Regions from separate parts of the Mus musculus genome. Here regions 1 and 3 are each linked to region 2. The links are chromatin contacts, called in public promoter capture Hi-C maps. All regions are on one chromosome and are shown on one strand. Each heading gives the region's core, a stretch centred on a gene start, on an enhancer-like site or on the middle of the called end of the contact. The rest is flanking DNA. Distances are from core to core; before and after follow the strand shown. Region 1 holds the start of Fbxo6 (F-box protein 6). Region 2 holds the start of Mtor (mechanistic target of rapamycin kinase). Region 3 holds the start of 2510039O18Rik (RIKEN cDNA 2510039O18 gene).

The links. Promoter capture Hi-C pulls out the DNA fragments that hold promoters and counts their contacts.
Region 1: a promoter capture Hi-C map of neural stem cells shows a contact between it and region 2. The contact joins the promoter of Fbxo6 here to the promoter of Mtor in region 2. A contact is called at or near these places in 27 of 39 promoter capture datasets (the 3T3-L1 cell line, 3T3-L1-derived adipocytes, the C10 cell line and 19 more), 2 of 15 datasets of contacts at CTCF or cohesin (hippocampal excitatory neurons and large pre-B cells), 65 of 484 Hi-C or Micro-C datasets (the 63-12 cell line, B cells, the C3H10T1/2 cell line and 45 more), 48 of 115 datasets of contacts at active chromatin or transcription factors (the 230-238 cell line, the HPC-7 cell line, the NIH/3T3 cell line and 33 more) and 6 of 9 other capture datasets (adipose tissue, embryonic stem cells, embryonic tail and 3 more).
Region 3: a promoter capture Hi-C map of pre-B cells shows a contact between it and region 2. The contact joins the promoter of 2510039O18Rik here to the promoter of Mtor in region 2. A contact is called at or near these places in 12 of 39 promoter capture datasets (the C10 cell line, the HPC-7 cell line, HPC-7-derived erythroid cells and 8 more), 8 of 484 Hi-C or Micro-C datasets (CD4 T cells, the P5424 cell line, adipose-derived mesenchymal stem cells and 3 more), 6 of 115 datasets of contacts at active chromatin or transcription factors (embryonic stem cells, large pre-B cells, pro-B cells and 1 more) and 1 of 9 other capture datasets (adipose tissue).

Annotation. Positions count from the first base shown.
Region 1 is chr4:148,150,671-148,153,489 of GRCm38.p6, forward strand. Fbxo6 (F-box protein 6) reads right to left here and starts at 1,359. Exons shown (of 6, transcript NM_001163706.1): 1 at 1,272-1,359. It overlaps Fbxo44 (F-box protein 44), which reads right to left. Exons shown (of 6, transcript NM_173401.5): 6 at 2,129-2,819.
Region 2 is chr4:148,447,161-148,450,002 of GRCm38.p6, forward strand. It overlaps Mtor (mechanistic target of rapamycin kinase), which reads left to right and starts at 1,422. Exons shown (of 58, transcript NM_020009.2): 1 at 1,422-1,527.
Region 3 is chr4:147,939,109-147,942,319 of GRCm38.p6, forward strand. It overlaps 2510039O18Rik (RIKEN cDNA 2510039O18 gene), which reads left to right and starts at 1,787. Exons shown (of 3, transcript NM_029841.3): 1 at 1,787-2,949. The coding sequence starts at 1,917.

The DNA of each region.
Region 1 (2,819 bases), core at 109-2,608, 300 kb before region 2:
TTTTCAGAGCCTTTCCTGGAAGCTGGTGGTCTTCTGGGGGCTTCTGTCTGAGCACACAAGAGGGTGAATACACTCTGGCTCTCCGGAATATTTACTACACGAAGGAAAGGGATCACATGGGGCCAGCTTAAATTCTTAGCTAGGGAGGGGCAGGGTCTTTCAAATGCTTACAGTTTTTTAAACGTCCTGTGTCAAAATACAAAATGATAAACCCGCAGTGGTGGTGCACACGCCTTTAATCCTAGCACTTGGGAGGCAGAGTCAGGAGGATTTCTGAGTTTGAGGCCAGCCTGGTCTACAGAGTGAGTTCCAGGAGAGCCAGGGCTACACAGAGAAACCCTGTCTCATAAAACAAACAAAAAAGATTTAAAAAAAAAAAAAAAAGAAAGAAAGAAAAGAAAAGCCCAAACAACAAACCTGAGTGGAGGCACGCCCTCACAGTCCCAGATACTCGGTGGAAAGTTTGAACTTTTTGTCCCAGCCTAATCAATTTTGCTCGTCTCAAAATACAAAGTAAAAGTAAATAAGGCTGGCAATGACTCATTTAGAAGGACTGTGAACTTCCAGGCAGAAGGAGCAGAAATGTCTCCCCCTCACGGGGGTGGGGTGGGGGTGGGGGTGGGGGAGGTGCTGCCGGGTGGTAGCATGCTTATCTAACACTTGGGAGGCCCTGGGCTCCATCCTAAGGAAAGGACAACCAACAACAATCTTAAACTATGCGCATTAAAAGATGTCGGCAACTCCTAAAAGCTGCCTACACGGGTGAGTCACTGTGTCCCGAGTGGGGGGTCTCCCCCTGCCGTGGTCCTGATGGCATTCCACTCCAGTGTCACTCTCCCCCCCCAAAACAAGCCACCTTGCCAGGGAGACTACAGTGCCCCTGGTGTGCCTTAGGGGTAAAATCCACACCAGGCTGCGGCTGGGTCACGAGCGGACGTCCTACCCTAGCGCCTGAAGCCCGGCGTCCCAAGGAGAAGCCGGTGTCGCCACCGTCCGGGACCCTCGCGTGCCTACAGCAGGCCCGGCGTCCCCGCGTCCCGGCGCCGGACTCGAGAGCACCTGCCGCACCCCTCCCAAGTCTCCCCACGAGCGCGTGACCTGCGCCCGGCCCCACCCTCCCGCCGGCCACTCGCGGTCCCCGCTGCCCAGCGGCCGCGACCTGGGCACCGGAGGAAGGGGGGCCTCAGCTCTCCAGGGCCTTGGGCCTGGACCTCGGCGACCCGGTCCTCTGTCACCTCGCCCCGCCCCGTCTTCCCACTGGCGTCACGCACCGACCAGCGGGCCTTCCGCGTCGGTGCGAAGATGGTGAGCTCGGAGCTCTAGGATCCCCCCCCCCCCTCACCAAGCTGCTGCTCCACTGGCCGGGCTTCCCCGGCTTCCGTCTCCCCCTCCAGGCGACAAGCGGTTCAGCAGCTTGCTCCCACCTCGGGCCTGCTTCCTCCTCCAGCGAAGGAAGCGCTACTTAGAATCTAGTCCCTACCAGACAGGCGACTGGATCTGCCCCACCCATGGGGAGGGGCAGAGCTGTACCTCCTCTGGCTTTGTTTGTTTGGTTTTTGGTTTTGTTTTCTTGAGACTAAGTCTATTTATCCAGGAGCTCACTCTGTAGACCAGGCTGGCCTTGAACACACAAGAGATCCACTAGCATCTGCCTCCTGAGGCTGGGATTAAATGCCTGAGCCACCACTCCGTGTCCAACCTCTTTCTGGGTTTCTCTGAGGATTCTGGTCCTAGTGAAAATTAACTCACAAAGCATTTATCAAGTGAAAGTGGAGTTTCAAGGCAGGAGGTCAGCCATCCTAGCTTAACCCATCTATTCTATTTTGGAGTGAGATAATTAACTTTGACAAGCATTGTGCATCTGTTGCGTGCTGGGCTCAACCAAAAAATCAGTAAAGTTCTCGTCAAGGTGACTGCAGAGCCTGGCATGGCCACCTTGGATTGCACTCCCGGGCATGAGGGCTATAGGGCTGAGGGCTCTGCCCCTTAAGCTGGGGGATGCCATGGCCACACTCCTGAAATGCTCAACCCCTCTTTATAGCATGGACTGCAGCCACACTCCTGCCTCTCTAGGGCCAGGCAGGATTGTCCATGAACCAACCCTCCCCTCCAAAAGCCGCAGGGCACACAGAGGCTGGAAACATTTTATTTGGCTATGTAACAGGAGGGATGGAGTGGTGCTAGGGTCAAGGGGGTAGTGTGTGAATTGACGCTCCCACCGATGGGGCTGGGGCATCTTCAAGCCACAGAGGACTTGGCCAGGTCCTTCCACTCAAAACCCTGGTCCATCCTACCCCTCATCTGGCCTCTCATCCGGAGTCTTCTGGGGAGTCCTGCACTCATTGGTAGGATGACAAAGATAGTCTGATCCTGCCTATCTGGTACCAGGCCTGACTTTAAAGCCAAAGCAGAGAGCGTACAGCAGCTGACCACCAGGCTAAGGACTGGCCAGCAGAGCCTTCTATCCTAGATCTGCCTTATGACATCATTAAAGGCAGTCCCCAAGCCTGTCAGATATGTTGTCTGTCCCTGCTCTCCAGGGCCCTTGAGGAGAACAAGGAGAGAGGTCAGGGGTAGAAACAGGTCTAGGCAAGCATGAGAAGTATGGAGACCTGTTGTATCTGCCTATCCTCAGGCACTGCACCCTTAGAGGGGCAGCTTTGCTGGAGAGCTAGAGAGGAGGGTGGCCCAGACATTAGAAACTCCACACACAGGCAGCTGGGGGCAAAGGCTAACAATGAGGTCTGGGAGTTTCCACCTCCCCTTCCCAAGCCTGGCCCTTTCTGACTGTTTACTAATTAGGGCTCTGAGGACTGGGG
Region 2 (2,842 bases), core at 172-2,671:
AATATACAAATAATTGGTGGCACAGTCTAAAGAAAGTGTGTCTTCCCCAAATCTCATTACATTTTAGTTGGCATTTCCCCAAATTAGTATCTAGGAAGTGTTATCAATGCTTTATAAAGGGTTGTATTGTAGTATAACTTGTACTTTGGTGTGTTTTTAATTTGTTTTTTAACTTAAAAACATTTAACGCTTTCAACTAATTGGAAATCTTTACCTTACTAGCAAATATTTATCTGCATTATCATTACTAATAGCTTCACATGTTTCTTTTAATATTAATGTGTTTAATAGTTCACTCAAATTCCTAATTCAAGCTATTTAGGAATTTTCAGTGTGTATTACAACACTGATAAAAAAATAAAGATTTAAACAAAAGATCTGCATAAATTTCATATGAAAAATTTTAATGATACATTTTTATATATTGGAGCAGGTTCTCTGGAAGGGCCTTAAACACTGAGAAATCTCCCTAGTTCAACCTTGAATTTCTGACCCTCTAAACCTCCACCACCAGAGTTCTGGGAAGACAGGCATGCACTTTACACAGTGCTGGGAATTGAACCCACGACTTTCATGCCTATCGGGCAAACACTCTTTATTTTTGGTTTTTCGAGACAGGGTTTCTCTGTGTAGTCCTGGCTGTCCTGGAACTCACTCTGTAGACTAGGCTGGCCTCGAACTCAGAAATCCACCTGCCTCTACCTCCCAAGTGCTGGGATTAAAGGCGTGCACCACCACGCCGGGGTGGGCAAACACTCTTATCGACTGGTTTACATCCCTAGCTCCGGCTATTGCCCGTTTGAAAAATAAAAAAAAATTTTTAAGGATTTTTCTTTAAAATCTTGTATTTAAAGTAGTTCGGTGATCATCTTATCCTGAGAATGAGCTCACAAGTAAGGCAATTTGGGGACAGTGAGAATAAAAAAAAACAAAAACAAAAACAAAAAAACCCTTGCAAATGCATATTCAGTTTTACAAACGAGAAAGCAAGAGTTCCTCAGTGAACCGATTTCCAAGATATGTCTTCTGCAGTGATTCGAGAGCGTCGGACACTCGGCCCCTTCTCAGCATCCCGAGCACGATCCCTAACCTCTGCCCCAGTTCTTTCAACAGGTCCTTAGGGTACCAAACCGTGGCTCCACACGGTCACAGCGTGTGTGGAGGGGACTTGTAGTAGCGACGTACCGGAAGTGTTCGTGGAAGTGACCGAAGTCAACTCACGACTGATTGGCTCTTCGGAATAGTCCTTCGCCTCCTTTTGCTTGCCACTGGTTGCTCGTTTTGTCTATTTGAACAATCCCCGCCCTCGAGAAGCCGGTCCCGAAGCTCCAATTCTTCATGATTATTGGTGGATGTTCCTCCCCATCTTCGAGCTCGGCCCGCTGATTGGTTGTAGCGCTTACGAGCCCGCCCTCCCCACCTCCCTGGCCTAGAAGACAGCGGGGAAGGCGGGTGTTGAGGCTGGGGGCCTGAAGCGGCGGTACCGGCTCCGGCGGCGGCAGCTGAGGCGGTGGCCGAAGCCGCGCGGTGAGTCTGGGGCCTGGAGTCGGGCGCTTGCGGCTGGCGGGACGGCCAGACTCCCAGCCAGTGTGGGCCGTGCTGGGGGAGGCCCGGGAAGCCGCCTGTCTGAACCGTACAGCGCCCCAGCACCAGCTCCGCGCCCTCGGGGAGACCCCCGCAGGCTGGCGGATCTGCTCCGGGCCTTCCGTGGAGCATTTAGGTCTCCTTCTCGGGCTCAGGACCTGGAACTCCAGACCCACCTACTGACGGTGGAGCCTGTCCCCAGGAGCTCCAGTTTCGGGATCTGCCCCCTACACTTCACCATGGAGACCTGCCAGGAACCCAGACCTCCGCGCCCACGCAGGGTCAGCCTCAGGGTCACGCCCTCCCTTCACGTTTCAACCTTTCAACTCGAATTCCCCTAAGGCATTCTCACAACCTTTGGGATTTGTGACTCAAATAGTTACTTTGAATCCAGCCTGGGGCAGCTGGCTTGTGGGTAAACCTTCAAGTGACTGTCTAATTACTGACGTGATGAGAATAGAAAGTCCAAGTCGGTCTCCTTCCCGCTGCCTCGTGTGCTTACACGCTCAGTAGTGGTTTCTTCCGCTCTAAAACGGCCCAGTTCCTTTTATAGTATTTTATTCCCCCTGTAGTGTAGCGTTTGAAAGCCTTTCAAGACTATTTTACTCCTTATGTTTTGTGTTTATCCCTAACCCCGGCATGACCTTGAATTTCTTGCCTCTCCCTCAGTGCTGGGCTTAAAGATGTGTGGCATCGTGCCTTGGTTATGAGGTGGTGGGGATTGAACAAGGGGTTCTGTGCATGTTAGGCTGTGTCTCACAGATTCTTTCAAAGCCAGAGTGCTTCGGGAATTGTTTTTGTTTTTTAGTATACTCTGGCAGGATAGGTGTATATGTTAGTTACTGCCATGGCATAGTGGGCTAGCCCCTTTTTAATGGCCACTTTATTGGGGTCCCCTGGATGGTAAACTTATTGAGGGAACAAACATCACATAGTTGAAAAATGAGTGATAGTGTTGAGCTCACCATTTGAGTGTGTTGCTATTTCCTATGGTGTGTGTGTGTGTATGTATGTATTTGTTTCTAGAACTGCCTTCCCAACCCAGTGAATGCCTGTTCGTCCTATGAAATGGTGCAGTACTTGTATATAACCTTTTGTATGCTTTAAATCACACCTCCCTTGCTTTTACCTTCAAACACTATGAATGGTTGTTATACTGTACCATACACTATGAATGGTTGTTATACTGTACCATACACTATGAATGGTTGTTATACTGTACCATACACTATGAATGGTTGTTATACTCTACCATGTA
Region 3 (3,211 bases), core at 537-3,036, 510 kb before region 2:
TCTTCTGATTTGGACATACAACAATGTGCACATAGAGGCGTCAGCTCTCTCCTTCTACCACATAGGTCCTAGGTACAGAACTTAGGTCATCACACTTGCTGGCGAATGCTTTTACCTGCTGAGCCATCTTGCCATTAGATTTTTATTTTAACTTTAAGGTTCTGGGAAATCACTAGTGCTAGAGGAATATTCTGTTCTGAGCTAATAGTCTGCTAAAAAAAAAAGTGTGGTTGTTTTAGTTTGTTTTGAAATATGGTCTCACTGTGTAGACAGGCTAGCCTTGAACTTAGTAAAATCTACCTGCCCCTGCCTCTTGAAGAGTCAGATTAAAGATATGTGTACAACAACTGGCTAAAATGTGCTACTGAGCTCTGGGGTGTTTGTTTGCTTGCTTGCTTGCTTTAGTTTTTCTTTTTCTTTCTTTTTTTTTACACTGTAGCTGTCTTCAGACATTCCAGGAAACGGCATCAGATTTCATTACGGATCCCACCATGTGGTTGCTGGGATTTGAACTCAGGACCTTTGGAAGAGCAGTCGGTGCTCTTAACCGCTGAGCCATCTCACCAGCCCACTTTAGTTTTTCAAGACAGGGTTTCTCTGTGTAGTCCTGGCTGTCCTGGAACTCTGTAGACCAGGCTGGTCTCCAACTCCGAGAATTACCTGCCCTGCCTCTTAAATGCTAAGACTAACAGCATGTGCCACCACTGCTGGGCTCTTAGCATTCATTTTTGTGTGAAAATAAAAATGGGTAAAAAGCTGGACAAATGCCTTTGATTCTAGGGACTGGGGATGCTGAGAAAGGATCTTTTGGGCCTAGGAATTGTTTGAAGTCCAGTCTGGACAACAAAGGAAAGATTCTGTCTCAAAGATAAATAAAAATAAAAATCAAATCAAAACAGGACGAGCATTCTTCCAATGCGACACTGGCTTGCCACCTCAGCATACAGTTTTCTGTCTGCCTACAACCCACTAGAAGCCACCTTAAGTGACCGTTCAATTGTCAACTGTGAATTTGCAACAGCCCGTCTGGCTCTGGATTGCCCAGAATCCAAAGTGAAAACAATCGCCCACTGTCTACCTAGAATTCAAAGTGGAAACAACCACCCCACTGTCTGCTCCAGTGCTCCCAATGAATTCCGCCCCCCTCGCCCTTCCCCCCATATGGATGCTCCGGGTCTTGTCAAAGTATGAGATCTTAATGTTTCGCGTTATTTAATGAGTTAAAACTCAAGATTGACATCAAGAAAACTACTTGCTGTGTTCAAGAAACAGGCTGGATTTATGTCCCACTCTGGTGTACTCGCAGCCAGGCAGGTTTGAAACGCTGCCAACAAAATATTTCCTAGGAAATAATTTTTCAGTGGCTACCCTTCCTCCTCCTCTTCCTTCCCTCCTCCCTCCACTTCATTCCTCCCTGTCTCCTTCCCTTCTTTCTTTCCTTCCATTTACCCCCATGTCTTTTCTTCATTCAGTTAAATATAGTTTACAGAAACAGTACGTTCTTATTTTTTAACTTTAGGGCTGTTGAAACCATCAGCAGCAAACGAGGCGCAGCACATGTTGGGTTTGGCTTGCTCTCTGACTTTCTTTTCTTGCTCTCTTTTTTCCAACAAGCCGTTTGGACTCCTGCCCACACTCTTCCCTTCCCCACCCCGCCCCTCAGTCCAGGCCCCGCCCCCAAGGAGACCCCGCCCCCTCTCCAAATCCCGCCCCTGGCCGCTTTTCCACCTTGTCGCAAAAGACTCAGCGACGCCTTACGGCCGGTGGCGTTTGACGTCTAGGAGGCAACCAAGAAGAAGGAGGAAGCGGTGAAGGTGTCTGCTGGGGTGGCTGCGGCGGGCGTTGAGGAGGGCGCGGCGACGCGGCCCGGGGAGTGAGCGGCGGCGGCCGGGCGGGCAGGTTGGGCGGCGGGCCCGATGTGGCTGCAGCAGCGCCTGAAGGGGCTGCCGGGGCTGCTGTCGAGCAGCTGGGCCCGCCGCCTCCTCTGCCTGCTCGGCCTCTTGGTGCTGCTCCTGTGGTTCGCGAGCTCCGGGGCGCGGCGGGCGGCGGGCGGCCTGCACCTGCCGTCCTGGGCCCGCAGCGAGCCGGGCGCCGCCGAGCCGTCTGCCTGTCTGGAGGCGGCCACCCGCGCGTGGCGCGGCCTGCGTGATCGCGGCGAGGCGGTGCCGCTTGGCCCCGGGGTGCCAGCCCTGGTGGCCAACGGCTTCCTGGCTCTGGACGCCTCCAACAACCGGCTGTGGGTGACGCCCGGAGAGCGGGAGCCTGCCGTGACGCCGGACTTCGTGCCCTTCGTGCAGCTACGCCCGCTGAATGTGGTGGCCGAGGCTGGAGAGGCGGTGCTGCTTCTGCGGGAGGGCCTGCTGCGCCGAGTGCGCTGCCTGCAGCTGGGGACCCCGGGCTCGGGCCCTGCCGCTGGTGTCCCCGGGCCCGCCTCGGCCTCCGGGCTCTCCGCGGGGTCGGGCCGGGACTGCGTGCTACTGCAGGAGGACTTCCTGGCGCACCGAGGCCGACCCCACGTCTATCTGCAGCGCATCCAGCTCAACAATCCCACGGAGCGCGTGGCCGCGTTGCAGACTGTGGGGCCCACCGCAGGCCCAGTCCCCAAATCCTTCACCAGCACCCTGGAGAAGGTCGGAGATCACCAGTTTCTCCTCTACTCGGGCCGGTCCACACCCCTTCCATCGGGGCTGGTGCACTTGGTCGTGGTGACCTCTAAGAAGTTAGTGAACAGGCTCCAGGTGGCTCCCAAGACACAGCTGGACGAGACGGTGCTGTGGGTGGTGCACATCTCTGGTCCCATCCACCCCCAGGTGCTCAAAAGCAAAGGAGCCAAGGAGCTCAAGGCGCTGCAGGACTTAGCACGGAAGGAGATGCTGGAGCTGTTGGAGATGCCCGCCTCGGAGCTGCTTCAGGATCACCAGTACCTCTGGGCCCAGCTCTTCAGTCCCGGTGAGGCCTCGTTGCGGGCTTGGTGCCCAGCCACCACTTGACGTCCGTGTGCATACTGTCCACTTTAGTGGTGTCCCCCCATGCTCGGTGGTGGTCACACAGAGGGTTGCAACTTGGCCTTGATGTTCAACGGTTGGCTCTTCTTAAACACTTTGAAGCTATATGATCTTGGCTCTGTGGTCTTAGCTTTTTGAGCCATAACAGTAAGTTTTATAAGGTTTTAGTGGAGGTTTGAGTGTACACGTTCAGTTTTATTGTCTGT